Linked DNA regions of Cricetulus griseus: region 2 is linked to region 1. The links are chromatin contacts, called in public Hi-C maps. All regions are on one chromosome and are shown on one strand. Each heading gives the region's core, a stretch centred on a gene start, on an enhancer-like site or on the middle of the called end of the contact. The rest is flanking DNA. Distances are from core to core; before and after follow the strand shown.

Region 1 (2,823 bases), core at 160-2,659:
TCGTGTTGGCCGTGGAGTGCGCGAGAGATGCTCCCCCTCCCCCCGCTCTCTGGGTGCCTACCCGGCTTTCTCAGTGTGGACCAGAGGCGCACAGACCAGGCCTGTGACGCTCGCCCCCGCCTCCCAGCGCCGCCACCCTCCCGGGGCCCTCGCGGAATCCTCCCTCAGCTCCCTCGCGCGCCGCCTCCACCGGACCGGGCTGGCCGGCTCGCCGCTGTTTTCTGCTCAGCTCACTTTTCCCGTATTGCTCCCCCAACCGGCAAAACTTTCTATTTCCCCAAACAGTGTGTCGCGCGCGCGCGCGCGTGCACACACACACACACACACACACACACACACACACACACCACACACACACACACACACACACACACACACACACACACACACTGACGTCTTTGCGCATTTCCTGCATTAGTGGGAGGGAGAATCGCTCGCACGGCGATCGAGGGAAGGGAGATCGCGGGCTGAGCGCTCTGGCGGGCGGCGAGCCGGCGAGCGGGCGGCTGCGAGAGCGCGGACGCGGGGAGCGCGACGGGCGGGCGGGCGCCGGCGGCCGGGAGGAGGGGCCGCGCTGAGTCGCAGTCCCTGCCCCGCCGCCGCGCTGCGCACCGCCGGGTGCCGGCCTGCGCCCCAAGCCCGAGTGGCGGCCACCTCTACCTCCCGAGCCCGCGCGGATGTGAGATCCTGGGAGCCGGGCACCTCGCGATAGCCGGCTGCGGCGCTCCACTGCTTGGCCCTGGAGGCGGCGGCCGGGCTGGCTGCGAGGCTTGTGGATTTTTAAAAAATTTGGCTCCGGGGAGGACCATTTCCTCTCGACATGCATCCCTCCGGATAGACTGCACATCCCTCAGTCCACCCTCCGCCCCGCGCAGTCCGAGGCAGGCGCTGGGTGGGCGAAGAGGATCCGGGTTGAAATCTGCGCCCCCGGTTCTCGTCCCCGCCCCGTCCCGCCGCCCCCTCCCCCTCCCCCTCCGGGACTCGAAATTGCCGGGGGATTATGTTTCGGAAAGGTAGGTGAGCGCCGGGTGCGGCGCCTGCTACTCCGCACAGGACCCGGAGAACCAGCGAGGCGACGAGTCAGCCCCCGCGGCTTGCAGCGGAGGCGACAGCTTGTCTCCTCCCGTGGAGGTGTCGCCGGTGGTGGGGGGGAGAGACTTGCTCCAAAAACGGACGTCTCCAGCTCTCCCCCCTCCCTGTTTTCCGTTAGGAATCCGGCGAGGAAATACATGCACTCGTTGAGAATCGCCGGCGCCAGGGCGCAGCGCCACAAGGTGTAGCGATAGAGTGGGGTGGGGCGAGAGGGGACCCAGGAGTCCCCCAGGCTCCCAGAGTACCTGCTGCCTGTTCTTCATTCCTGCCCTCGGGGCGGACGGAGTGACCCCGGCTCCAGTTCCCCTGCCCCGACCATGGTAGTGTTCAATGGCCTTCTTAAGATCAAAATCTGTGAGGCCGTGAGCTTGAAGCCCACAGCCTGGTCGCTGCGCCATGCGGTGGGACCCCGGCCACAGACTTTCCTTCTGGACCCCTACATTGCTCTCAACGTGGACGACTCGCGCATCGGCCAAACAGCCACCAAGCAGAAGACTAACAGCCCGGCCTGGCACGATGAGTTCGTCACTGATGTGTGCAATGGGCGCAAGATCGAGCTGGCTGTCTTTCACGATGCTCCTATAGGCTACGACGACTTCGTGGCCAACTGCACCATCCAGTTCGAGGAGCTGCTGCAGAATGGGAGCCGTCACTTCGAGGACTGGGTGAGTCCAGCCCCACCACGTCCAGGAGCCCGGGGTCCCAGGGAAAGACTTGCTGCCCTGGCATTGGTCGTGGGACTCAAGGATGTGTGTTTGTGTGTGCATATATGTCTCAATTTCCTTGGAGAGGCACATTTCATTTCGTAGCGGGAGAGGCATACACATTAGGATAAGAAGGATGGGATTTAGCAGGTGGGCACTACCCCTTGTCCCCTCTGTGCCCTCCTGAAAATGGACACTACAGGGAGAGCCCTAGAATGCAGGTAAATAGCTTGTGGGAGGGGACCTGGTACCTTCTGCAAGTGCATGGTGGGCTGCCTGAGTGACTGTGTGGGTGGGTCTTTCCGTCCTTGGAGAGACACGTGGAGCTCAGACTGGATGTTTCCTGTGCATCCTGGCGTTGTCCTGGGTAGCCCAGTGAGTAGTTTTATAGATCCCTCTGGTAGGAAGCCTCCTTGTTCCCAAATCACTGGTTAGCTCATTTGCTGACCTACAAGAAGAAGGTGTGAGTCCTAGAAACATTAGGCCAGCTTGTTTTGCCCATCTGTTCAGGATGCTGTATTTTAAAAAAGGTCTCTGTGGTTATAGGAAGTCAGGACTTTGAATCTTAAGATGACATGTGTCCATGCTTTGATTGCCAAGACACTGTAGGAACAAACACTATTTCTGAAATTGTGTTCATTGTTAACCGATTACACTGTCAAGTATTAGGGATTTTGGGGGGAAAAAAAGGCCTTGCCAGTATACCTTAAAATGAATGCATTCAACCTTGGCACTTGGACAGTTAGAGAAATCAGTCTTCCCCCACCTCCTCTCTTCTCTGAGGAACAGTGTTAAATTGGGAAATAAATAGCTCTGTCTTCAGGTTTGTTACATGTTTCTATCTGGAGCAAGTGTTGCTATGGATGAATATATTTTCAAGATTTCTTTGGTTTGCACAGAGAGCGGTCTGTGTTGCCTCATGAAGAGCTGCAGAAGAATGGCTTTCTGCTGAGAGCATAGATAACTTCATGAATATCTTAGGGGTCAGAGGGTGCACATGTCCTTGGCATACCACTTTACATCATAT
Region 2 (2,823 bases), core at 108-2,607, 140 kb after region 1:
CATTTGATGCCACCATCTGGTTCCCTCAGTCCCCTCAAGCTGCTTGCTTTCACTATAGGTTGTGGCTTTCTCCTCTCAAAGTGGTGTGTGCTTGCTTTCTTTCTTGAAGTAGTATGTCTTCCTCTTAGGGAAGGGACCCCCCAGAAAGCTTTTCTTCCTACTTCGAAGTCCGTTCAGCTATGGAAACTCCTGGGCCACTAAGGACAGCTTAGATGTCTCAGATCACTTTATAGGAATTGCCAGAACATGTGACAACCTTGCATCCCAACTCCAGTGGAAGATGACTTAATTTAAAAAACCTAATCTCTGACCTGGAATCCAGCATCCCAGATAGACCCTGGGAGCCCAACTCCAGCCACGTTTTTCTTGAGTGATCATATTGAGTTTTTTGGTGTCTTTGATTCTCCTTCTTTCATCTTAATATGGAAATAATGTGTTCACTGTTTCCTACTGGTCAAACACTCATGCCTAGTGCTGCTCATCACTAGCTCACATGTAACTTCGGCGCTGACATGATCATGAAACAACTGAGACTGGATCTTCTCTAAGGTCCCAGCTCAGGTGAACACGTGATTGTCTCTGGACTTTCAGGAATATCAATCAAGGGTCTTCCTCATCACTTTCTGGGCTCATTGGAGGCTGGGGTACCACAGGGCTGGGTATTTTTTTTTTATTAAATGTGTCGATCTCATTGTTGGAAAGGATCACAGGTTTCCACCACCTGCTTCCCTCAAATCCTGTTGTTTAAAGACCATGGTCTAAGCCCTAGGTGAAAGAAACCCATTCTCTGAATCAGCAGTGAACGGAAATGAGGCTGGAGCCCAGTCTTTGGCCATATCTGCTCTTACATCCCATGAGGACCCCACAGAAAGAAGGATACCACAAAGAGTGGGTATCTTTATATAGGCAGCCAGTGAGGTGGGAGGTAGCTCTTTCCTGAGATTTGCCTCCTACAGTCTCTGGAACTGAGCTGTGGGAAGGATAATTTCTTGATTCAGTTACCAAAACTTCACCTGGCCTTCTCTTGTCCTCTCATGGACATCCTCTGACACTAGCCCATCGAGAAGTCACAGGCTTAGCTGGCCACTTTCTGGCATCTATATTGTTCTTGGAGACTGTACTTAAGATCTTTATTAGAGGCAGTGAAATATAATGAAACAAACCCCAGGCAAGCTTGGATTCAGATCCCAGAGTCATAGCAGTGTGATGCTGGGAACGGTGGACCTGTGGTCCTTTATCTTGTAAATGGGCTGACAACCCCTACCCCAGAACCCACTTGGTCATTCTCAATGGTGCAGCTCTAGCCTGTGGCATGCATGGCATGTTTAATCAATGGTGGCCATTGTGTTTGTGGGAAGACAGTGTTGAATCTTGTCTCCATGGAAGAGGGGATGAGTGAGATGTGGGATAGAAGGCCAGTGTTTGAAGGATAATGCATCCTTTTGTTTGGCCCACAGAGTAGGGAAAGATGGTTGTTTTTCATGAAGTATTGATTTTTCTTTTTCAGAAGCTATAAACAGTTTTGAGATAATCAACTCTCTGTCATACAATCCTTTGAGTGTGTTTTGATCCATTATGTTATACATACACACATATGTGTATATGTGCATGAACACATTTGCTTGTGCACATGGCCAAGGGGAAGAAACTCCACAAACCTCTACCCACCAGCTAGCACTTGGTTTCTGGAAAGCCTTCAACCAGCCACAGTTTCCTCCTGTGCCAGTGGAGAAAGCAAAGTGGGTGCCCAGCAGTTCATGAGAAACATCCCCTCAGATGACCTGTGCAGGTACTTCCTCTTTATTATTCCATGACTTTTTGTCTGGGCGAATTTTGCTCTTACAGTTTGAAGATAATCAATTTATTCTCATATGCCTTCCCCATCAAATCAGGTTACAAATATAAATAGTCGCGTTGCTGGCCCATTGGGCAGCATGCTCTTGAAGGCGGGTGCTTGGCAGCCCTGGTTTTCCCCACCCACCCCAGTCAGGCAGGGGCTGTTTGTTTGTTTTCAGTGTCTGAAATGCACTGAGTGCTGGAATGACTTCCACCTCCTCTACACACAGCTATCTCAAAACCCCCTTTGTTCTCTGGTGGCAAAGGACAAATGCTGGAGTTTGTCATCAGCTGGGGTAAGAATGCCAGTTCCCTCAGAGCAGAGTCCTGAGACGCTACCCCATGGTTAGTTTTTTAATGTAAAATTTTCAGAATAGCCATGTTGTGATGTTGTGTACACTCATGCACACACAAACACACTCATACACTCACACACATATATACATATACACACATAGTCACACATATATGCTCACATATATACATATACACACATAGACACAAACATACACACATATATACATATACACACATAGACACAAACATGCACACATATATACATATACACACACAGACACAGACACAGACACACACACACACACACACACACACACACACACACACACACACACTTGCATGCACTCACATACATCCTCCCTCCCCAGACTTCCACATATTCCTATACTGTGGATTCTGTTTCTAGGAACAAAAAGTCACTGCTGGCTGGGTAGTGCTACTGGGGAAACAGAACCAGGCCCAGGTCAATAACTGTGGCTTTTTTGCTATACCTTGACTATGACCTCATGCAGGATCCACACCACTCTGCATTTTAAAACTACATTTTCCACCTCTGATTGCAAAGAGGTGGTTTTCTTATTGCTTAATGCTACCTCCTGTGATGGAAACACAATAAACTAGAGTGCAATTTAGGCTTCACGCTAGCCGAGATCATGGTTTTCTTCTTCTTTTAGATGTGGGGATTCTCAG

What was found. Hi-C and Micro-C count contacts between places; a contact is called where the count stands out from the background.
Region 2: a Hi-C map of liver shows a contact between it and region 1, with 4 times the contacts expected there. The contact joins the enhancer-like site here to the promoter of Prkce in region 1. A contact is called at or near these places in 3 of 8 Hi-C or Micro-C datasets (the CHO-K1 cell line and liver).

Annotation. Positions count from the first base shown.
Region 1 is chr5:87,774,842-87,777,664 of CriGri-PICRH-1.0, forward strand. Prkce (protein kinase C epsilon type) reads left to right here and starts at 1,410. Exons shown (of 15, transcript XM_027417971.1): 1 at 1,410-1,757. The coding sequence starts at 1,410.
Region 2 is chr5:87,914,259-87,917,081 of CriGri-PICRH-1.0, forward strand. All of the region lies in intron 1 of Prkce (protein kinase C epsilon type), which reads left to right. Among named protein-coding and RNA genes, the nearest start is that of Prkce, 140 kb to the left of the region's middle. Within about 2 kb of position 1,358, at least 1 of the 6 cell types and tissues checked has open chromatin away from gene starts, as enhancers often do.